Linked DNA regions of Sus scrofa: region 1 is linked to region 2. Evidence: chromatin contacts called from public HiChIP or PLAC-seq data. All regions are on one chromosome and are shown on one strand. The core of a region is the stretch at or near the end of the contact, and the rest is flanking DNA. Distances in the headings are between cores, read along the strand shown. Region 1 has its middle 150 kb from the start of KLF12. Region 2 overlaps KLF12 (Kruppel like factor 12).

What was found. HiChIP or PLAC-seq counts read pairs in DNA pulled down with a chosen protein or histone mark.
Region 1: a contact with region 2 is called in an H3K27ac HiChIP or PLAC-seq map of skeletal muscle, with 5 times the contacts expected there. The contact joins two enhancer-like sites. A contact is called at or near these places in 1 of 5 promoter capture datasets (liver), 10 of 47 Hi-C or Micro-C datasets (alveolar macrophages, brain, embryonic fibroblasts and 5 more) and 1 of 2 datasets of contacts at active chromatin or transcription factors (skeletal muscle).

What each region holds. Positions count from the first base shown.
Region 1 is chr11:46,453,285-46,458,243 of Sscrofa11.1, forward strand. It overlaps a transcript of KLF12 not described here. Among named protein-coding and RNA genes, the nearest start is that of KLF12, 150 kb to the left of the region's middle. Within about 2 kb of position 2,142, at least 19 of the 83 cell types and tissues checked have an H3K27ac peak or open chromatin away from gene starts, as enhancers often do. A contact at or near this core is called in skeletal muscle, where this site is marked.
Region 2 is chr11:46,145,729-46,150,456 of Sscrofa11.1, forward strand. The region is part of intron 3 of KLF12 (Kruppel like factor 12); the gene reads right to left. Among named protein-coding and RNA genes, the nearest start is that of KLF12, 160 kb to the right of the region's middle. Within about 2 kb of position 2,908, at least 7 of the 83 cell types and tissues checked have an H3K27ac peak or open chromatin away from gene starts, as enhancers often do. A contact at or near this core is called in skeletal muscle, where this site is marked.

The sequences.
Region 1 (4,959 bases), core at 892-3,391, 310 kb after region 2:
GCTAGTTTGAGTCTGTTCCTTTGCTCCTGCAAGCGTAGAGTATGGAAGCAGTGTGTGGAAAAAAAAAATGTTTGTTTCTTAACCGGAGAAAACGTAGCTGGGGAGAAATTATGTCAATTATTAGTGTTGGTAATTTTCTCAAAAATGTGTTTTAAAAAAATGTACGTGGCAGAAAATGTGTGCATATAAATAAAACATGTGCAATAAATTTGCAAATACCCATTTAAGATCTCCATCATCAACCTCTCTTAATTGTGCAGTGTTGTGTTGCAACCACGTTTCAGTCTAACCAAGAGACCAAGCCATAAATCAGGCATAGCTTAATCAACAAAATCTTGGCTTAACCAGGGATTTGCAGTTCAATAGACTGTTCTAAATTATAGTACAACAGCACAAATTTAATGATTCCATAAAAAAAAATTTAAGGGCATTTTTAATGACCACTTGATAGAAGTTTCAGTTGACTCACTGAAGAAGTAGCCTGGAGGTTTATAATCTCTAAATAATCCTTGTTGATCTTTATTTTCTATTTTCTGTAAATGATCTTGGAAACTGTATTTTCATGTCGTTTTCTGTGGAAAAGCTCAGATACTTCACCTGCATTATATAAATGTTAATGTCAGTAGCTTTTATACCAGCTACAGAGAGACTTTTTTTAAGAGTGACTTTCTCAAGGTCATAGAGCAAATCTCTAGTGAGACAGGAATGGAATTCATGACCTTTGACTGCCAGAAGTTTTCTACCCACACTCGGAAATTCCTTCTCCATAAGTGTAATTTATATGCTCACTTTGAGAGGCTGGAAAGTTCATCCCTTTTAGGGCAGGGGGTGGGGGATGGGGCTTGGTTTTCCTGCCAAATCAATTGCCACACCGGCACTGTAGAGTCTCACAAAGTGATTTTTACCTATGTTATTTCATCGTACCCTCACCACAACCCTGGAAACTGCATATTATTTTTCCCATTTTACAGACATAGAGGAGTTAAGAAATTGAACCAAGGTCATCCAGAGTTAGTAAGCAAGAGAGCCTGACTCAAACGGCGCTATCTCTGCCACTTAAATCAGTGCTGATTCCAGGATGTACAATCTTAGCAGATACCCGATTACGAAATGAATGAAGGTTTTCTTTACAGATATTTATGCCATTTTTTTACAATCATTTACCTTGGTTCTCATTTAGGTCTGTGGGTTTGTTTTCTTTGGGGAACGGTTGATTTCAGGTTTTGTTAGAAGTTTGCTTGTGAAACTAAAGTGGGAACACTACTACTAAATAAAGAACTTGAAAAAAAAAAAACAAAACAAACAAACTTTGCCTGTTTTCCTCCTTTTTATTCAAGTGGGTAGGGGGCTCTTTACCATAATTCATGGTCATCATGTGAACGGTGTAGGTATGGGGTGTATACCAATATAACTAGAGAATACAAAAACTCACATTCATAAATACAAAATATTATGTAATATAATAAATATAAATACTATGCATATACACACATCTAAAATAGAGAATATATTTATATATGTAGTATATACAGATATATCACGCCAGCAATCATTGCGAAAAGCCATATACACCGTTAAGCATGGTGAATGAAGCACAGGAAACACAATCCCTGGATGTGGAGGCCAGCAAAGCTGTAATAGCGGCAGCTTCTAGTGCCTCTGATGGGGGTGGGAAATCTATCCCAAAGCTCTGCAATTTTTTTCCCCTCATCTTCCACATAGCAACACAGCAGCAAGGGCTTTCCGCTGCTGCATCTGTCACTAAAAAGCAACACTGTTTGGACCCGTCCAATTATTACGCCTGTAATAAATATTCAAAACTATTACCATCAAATTCAGCAACAAAATAAAAGTTAACTTTGAGATGAAAAAAAAAAAAAAAAAAGACAGGAAGAAAGACCATCCCAGAGCAGAATTCTTTGAGCAACTATCCTGTAATCTGCTGCCAGACCAAAACAAATTTTTATGGAGCAACAGGACTACTCAAGTAGCCACTTTTATGACAATAAACACCCAAAACCGAAAAATCCTTTTGTAACATAATTACTGAGAATATATAAAGAAAGTAACCATTTAATCCACAGCATGTGTTCCCTACCGCAAGAACTCAAAAGCTGACATCAGATGGGGTGTGGCTGCCGTAGGCCCGCCCTGACAATGAATTCTGGCCAGTTGAAGTCACACAGTTCTCCAGAAGGGCCTGGGATCTAGAATCACTCACAAAGCAGGTCTCACAAAGCCTAAGGCTGCTGCCCTTCTGGGCACAGGGCAAGGCCCATCTGTTTACTTAGATTTTGATTCTGAGAGCCCTAGTTGTGGTGGATGAGTTAAGGCTGTGGTTATTGGGTGTTGCCAGTGATTTAATTGCAATACTTTCACCCTTACATTGTGCACATACTTAAGACTGAAAGGCGTACACAATTTGGACTCTGAAAAAATAAATACACATGAATTTTAAATGGAAAATGAACACTGGGCAAAAATACAGATTATTTCCACTCTGGGACCATATGGTATTTTCCAAATGGAAATGATAAAGGTAAGCGACTGCAATCTATTTTAGGAATTGTTTACAAAAATGAAAGTTGTTTTCTACAAGGAAAACATAACCGTGCTGTCGATTCAGAATAAAACTCTTTGGGGATTTTTAGCTCTTGTTCATGAATCAACATGGAAGCATAAGGAAATTTATTTAGTCAAAAAAGGCATAACTTTTTCAAATGAGTTTGTGCCGTTTCTAGTTCTGCAGAATACAAACTACGTTGTATTAATACACAAATCATCTACAGCTCGTTTGGTGACGTTGACACTAAAGGGTTTGTCACTCTCACAATATAGATAACAAACCATTGGACGCCCCCCCTCCCCGATTTAAAGTGATTCGTCTCATGTTAATTCATAGAAACATGAAATGCCACACTTTCCATTCTGTATCGTGGTGAAAACATCCAAGACGTTTCTATATTCAACTAGTTGACAGCATCACCTCACTGGTCAAGTTACTCAACACTCTAGATGAACCCACACTGGCTTGGTTCAAAATGCCGTCATAAAGGCCTAGAGGCCTAAGCACTTATGTCATCTTTGCTCGGAGAGAAAACACACCTATATTTAAGACCAAATTATTTCACTAAGTTGCTAACAGCCGGCTTCGTGCTATAACATCTAAAACTCACTCTAAGTCTGCTGAAGTGCATGTGTGTTTACCTTGCACAGAAGGCTGGGAAGTAATCCCCGAGGAACATATATTTTTTTTTTAAACGACCAGAACGCTAACGCTATTACATGCCTGATGGGTGCTCTTCAGAATGAACAGATCAAGCATCCCGATCTGTTTTTCCCTTGGCCTGGGGAGAGAGTGTGCACACCGTTTGCAGTTCCTCCCTTTCTGTACACACATAGGCTGCAGCTGTAGTAAACAAGCCCAGGCCAAGAGTTGCTAAGGTCAAGGTTTCAAATGCTATACCAGGACCAATTTTCTCCCCAATGACATTGAGTTGTGGAAAAGGAACTTTCCGGAGGGGAAAAAACAAAAAAACAAAAAAATATTAAGGGCCTATGAGCACAACAATTTTCATTCAGTCAATAGTAATTCAAGGCATTCCAAAATAAAGTTTAGCTGACAGAAGTTTCTTTTAAACTGGCATGACAAATTAACAGACAAATAACTGAAACCCTTCAAAAATAAACAGAAGGCCCTCAAGGATGTTTAGTTGCTTTCATACAGCTATAGGACAGTGTGAGTTCATAAATTATTAGAATTTCATGCAAAAATATCCCAACTTCTGCTAGCATGTTTCACAATAGCTATGAATTAGAGGGTAAAATAATAAACCCTCTTTCCTAAATACATTACAAATGTCTGCCAGTTCTGGTCTGCTCAAAAATGTGCTCCCCCCAACTCAAAGGAGCTTAACATGCCCAAGCCAGTCTCCAGACTGACCAGGCTGCAGCCATAAAGATATAACTTATGCAACCAAATGTTTGTCCTTCAACATCCTATTTCCACTGAGCTTCTAAAGTTAAACATTTTCTACCCTAAAAAGATACCCCTTTAGCATAACCAATTTCTATGTGGTTTTAAAAAATGTAAACAACGTGTGAATGAGGTCTGCATATAGCACAACCAGTTTTTTTGTTGTCGGTTTTTTTGGGTTTTTTTTTTTTTTTTTAGGTGAGGGGTCACCGTTCTTACTAAATACCAATTGCAAAGAGCATGTCCTAGGAGCTGGAATACCACCACCCCCCCCACCCCCCCCCCGCTTAAAAGTAACAGCCCCATTCCCATCACAGGCTGCTGTCCGTCAAAAGGCACCAAAATTGATTTCAAAGCATGTACTTATCTAACAACTCTATCCTCCAGTAAGAAAAGGGCATGGAGGCGTCTAGGTGGATTTGGAGAATGACGTGCATTTGATTGGCAGATGTCTACCGAAGCCACTAGATGCTCAGGCACTAAATGTAAATAGAGCTGCTCCTCTCCCTGGTGTTACAGGGCAACTGAGAATATTAAAGATGATTTACAATAAAATATCCGAGGGATCGGCTGAGGATTCTATTAGCCGGTGGAATGGCTTAAAACAATCCATAGAGCACCATACTTAAACCATCTGTACAGTTAAATTAGAGAACTGACAATATTAACCACACAAACTGTTTATCCAGATTACACATTCCGTTGTACTAATACTCTTTAACTCAACAGTCAGCTTTTATCAGCTGAATTAAGGCTATTACTATTAAAGTATGCAAAACTCGAAGCGCAGGGTGAAGGGGGTTGGGAAGCTGCAGGGCATATAACAAAGGAATTGGTACTTTTTCCGAGCCTTTGCCTCAAATGCACTTCGAAACCGAACTGTTGAGTGCACCCCACCCTTTTCCCCAAAGATAAAAGTTTTCAAAGTTCTAGCAGGCACTCCTCTACCCAACAAAAGCAGGATTGATTCTCTCCGTAGGGGA
Region 2 (4,728 bases), core at 1,658-4,157:
TTCTTTCGTTTGTTATTTCCAGATCTTAAGAGCCCTTGGATAAAAGGCCCATTTGCAAAAAAATCTCTCTATAGGCCTTGATTTAGATCTAGATAGATATCTCCCTATCTATATACCCATCCAAAACCCAAAGGTTTCTTGCAATGAGTATATACGTTCAAACATCATCAAGATAATCCTATAAATACCTGCAATCTAATATGTAAAGTAAGAATTTCCTTGTAGCATAACAGCACCTGTACTATGTGAAATTAGAAGTTTTACATTTAAGTAGAACATTACTTCCAGAGAGGAAAAAAAAGAAAACCACAGAGGAAAGGAAATACACTCAATTTCAAAATCCAATATGTCAATGTAGAACGTGCTACATATTATGGGAGAAAACTTCTCAGGTGTGGTGAAAACAAATGCAGCAACTACATTCGACTAAATTCTATCCTAGTAATATATCACATTTAAGCACATCTCTATTTAAATACAAATGAGACCACTTTACTTGAGGAGGAATTTGACCTCGCAAATTAAAATGGTGTGCTAGGTATCACTTTATAAAAGCATGGACACAAAGTCCATTAGGCTAACCTCTTGCTCAATCTGTTTTATCTACTGGCTGGATTTCTGTACCTTTACTACCTAACGTCTACCTCTGAATGAAGCATCATCTCTCTCTTACTGTGGATCCCCTCTGCTGTCTATACGTTTTCTCTTCTTTTTCCCTTTTGTACTTTTTTTTTTTTTTTTTTTGGTCTTTTTAGGGCTGCATGGGTGGCATATGGAGGTTCCCAGGCTAGGGGTCTAATTGGAGCTACACCTGCTAGCCTACACCACAGCCACAACCATGCCAGATCCAAGCCATGTCTGTGACCTACACCACCGCTCATGGCAATGCCGAATCCTTAACCCACTGAGGGAGGTCAGGGATCAAACCCACAACCTCATGGTTCCTAGCTGGATTCGTTTCCGCTGCACCACAACGGGAACTTCCCCCTCTTGTACTTTTATTTACTACTTAACTGCGTGGAGGACGGAGAAGCCAAACTCACTCCTTGACATTTTACAGTTTACAAGGAACTTAGAGTTTTCTCTTTTTCTAAGAATTCTCTTAATGATACAAATAATTTCCTTCTCCTCTCTTGAGCCAGTTACTGTTATCACATTTTAGAACAAGCTCAGTCTGTACCAGAGGAAACAGAGGAATTGACTGACTACAGGTATTTCAGATAAACAAGAGTCTAAGAAGCCATTTTTTGATGGAATCCATTCAACTTTCTGTGCATGTCCAGAAGCGAAAAAATACAGGTAAGTTTCTACTCCTTACTGAAAATCTGCTAAAAACAAACAACAAATGACTAAATATCTGTATAAAATATTCGGAACTCTTATTTATTTTTTCTCAGTATATATCATAATTTAATATGTGCTAAAGGGAGTATTTCAATTCTGTGGGAATGAATGGTTTATGTAATAACTAGTGCTGGCATAACTGGCTATTCATTTAGAATAAAAGGAACTTGTATCCTAATTTCACAACAAATCCAAAGGTAAATTCCAAGTGTATTAAAAACGTACATGTACCCAATAAATCTCAGAAGAACATTTTGGTGACTACGTGGAAATCTAGGGGACAGAGGACACGTCTCACACTAAAACCAGAAGCCTGGAAGTAAAAAAGATAGACATGTTTGATCACCTAAAAATGTAAAACGTTTATATGCCCAAAAGATACCATAAGCAAAGTTAAGAGTAAAAATACGCATTTAGAAAAACATGTGTCATGCCCAAACTCCTGTTTAAAAATCAGGTTTCCAGAAATATTGGCTCTTTCTCACTACGCAACCAGTTCTTGTCTTTGTTTTACAAGAACAGCAGCAAAACCCTCAAGTCCTATCAAAGTTCAAATTCAAGAATAATACGCCAAAAGTCAGCAACAGTCTGCCCGGTCCTGCTTCCCAATAAGCAACAGTAAAACCTCATTAAAAAGAAAAGATTAAGGACCTAGAGGGTTTGCTGATAAAAATCAAATTCAGATTTAAAAGAGGAATCTATACCAAAGGAGGCTGTGGTAGTTCGGTCACTCAAGAAGCCAAGACAACTGTATACATGAGCTGCCTGGGACTGTTCTAGACTATTCTGGTCATATGGCAGATGACACCAGGATTCCACCGAATGGCAAACTAAAAGAGGACAGTTATGCATAAGGTGGACAGAAGAAGCGAGTCTGTGACAAAATGCACCAGGACCTGAAATAAGACATCGCACACATCAACGAGCAGGAAAGCTGATAGCAGGAGAGACGTGGTGAAACAAAGAGGAGTTTCAAGGGAGCAAAGCTCCATCTGCCTTCAATGGTCAGAAGCGATGGTCAGAACCTCTAACCAGCTCGGCGGCAATCACTGCGATGCCTGTATTTCCTTTTCCAAATATAAATGGCCTAGGACTAAAAATACACCGTGGCTTCTTCCTGTGGGCTGCTGAGAAAAGCAACAGCCCGTAGGAAGAAATGGGGTGTGAGCATTTCAGCACTGCCCACAGCCACGGCCCTCTGAAATTCCTGAATGAGTGCTGGAAAATAAGGCATGGCTTGGGAAGATGCTTCATCTAAAAATAATAGACAAACAACACTTTTAAAGGAGATGACCAAAGAAATTACACGCCCAAACGAGGATGTTGCTTTCTTAACAGCAGTAACATGACCTAGTCAAACACTGGGGAGGAAAGGTACTTGAAACTCAAGGATCTATTCATACAAAATGATTTAAGTCAGGAATAATGCATTTATGACCCAGAGTAAGTTATTTTTCAGGTCTCCATTATAATAAAAACTCTTGATGCAATAAATATGTTTTGTAAAATTCTAGTAGACTGGACTACGGCGATTGCATTTCCAGGAAAGAAAATTGGCAGCACAGGAAACAAGCTGAGCTTTTCCTGCTGGGCAGTTGCTTTTATTACAGTCACAGACATCGGGGAGGGGGGGGCGGGTACCCAGCAAGAAACAAAAACAGGGAAAGGGGGAGAAAACAAACCAAGAGACCTTTATTACATAAAGTAGTAAAGAAGGACAGGATAGAAGTCAGGGAAGAAAATTGGGCAACAGTGAAATACGCAGCTGGCTCTTTAGTTCTGACTGTTTCAAAGCCACCAGTCACCACACCCTGCCCAAGGCTCATTCCTGGGCCTTGAGGTGCTATTACCTGTTCCTCTACTACATGGAGAAAGGACAAGCTCAGGTATAGGAAGCAGGAAACAAGTCCCTCTCTTTTTTTAAGCTCTATGGTTAGATTTTCACAGAGTGGTTATGGCCTTGCCCTTCAAGTATTCTGCATTTCTAAAATGCAATATTTATCAATGCTCAAATGTAAAAGAATGTCTTCAAACAATAAATACATGGAGTTCCCTTGTGGCACAATGGGTTAAGGATCAGTAGCCAGGAACTTCCACATGCCAAGGATGCAGTCAAAAAAAAGAAAAAAGAAAAAAGAAATACAACAACAACAAATACAAAGTATTTGGGGCTTATCTCTTGTTTTGACCTATTCTGTACATTCTAGTCTGTGATGAAGGAGCGATGTTTGATCTCAGATTCGTATTAACGCTGGTATCATTTTTAAAATTCTCAATGGAACCCAAATTTTACTGAACCTTTGTTTGCCTTTCGTTGTCAATCCTAGATCTGTATCTATTGCTTTTGGCATTTTCTTTCCTTTTCCATTATGTATCCTTTTTCCTAAAACTCATGTCAATCTAATAAATTGACTTTAGAATTCAGGTTAATTACAGCAAGATGCAGGTTACTTCCACAAAATAATATAAGCAGAGGATGTGCAATTAAGAACTTTGCTCCTGTAACTCTTCCCTCTCTACAATTACCCATTTTCAACTGTCTTCTTGATCCTTCTTGACAGAATACAAATAGGCTATGCTGTCTCTCTCTTTTAAAATCCCTCCCTTGAGAGCTTAAATGCCTCTTCAGCTACCATTCCATTTCTCCCTAACTCTTGCAATGAAACTAGTCCTAAGAGCTGTTGAGACTTTCAGTCTCCCCTTGCCTCACTCCCATCTGAACATGAACTCACCTCGGTCAGTCCTTTCTCCCCACTGCGCCACTGACACAGTGTCACCAGTAAACTCCAGCCTCCTCAAATCCTTAACTCTCAGTCCTTAGGTTATCTGATCCCTTAGCAGCCTTGGCTGTAACTGACGACTCCCTTCTTGCAACATTTTCTTCACTTGCATTCTGTCTAAGACTCTTTTCTTTTACCTTAATAGTAGATGAAGGAAGGGAGGAAAAGAGAGTTCTAAATACACCTACTTTTCCATCAAGGCAGGACCAAACCAAGAGCAGCTTTGCCTGTGAGTCCTTACGACCTTCTATGCTTTTGCTGCTAAGCATCTATGAACACTAATGACAATCTCCTGGGAAATCTACCAAAAACTTCCCCAGGCTGAACTGACATTTCTTTACAAGGTCAAACAATCCCTCTAGGGTCTGGCTTATAAATAACATGTCTCAGAGGTTAGTAGCCCATCCACTAGCCTTCTAATCTCGCAGCACTGTCACTTCCAGGGCTACGGCTACTCTGTCCTCTTGGTATGGAGCAGAAAAACATCTTCCTTTAACATTTTCTCCCTTCCAATGTCAGGGAGATCTCTGACAGCTTCCCTCTGCTGGCTCTAGTCTAAACTGTATTTGCTTACTGTACCTTCCAGAACACTGTACCCTTTTCT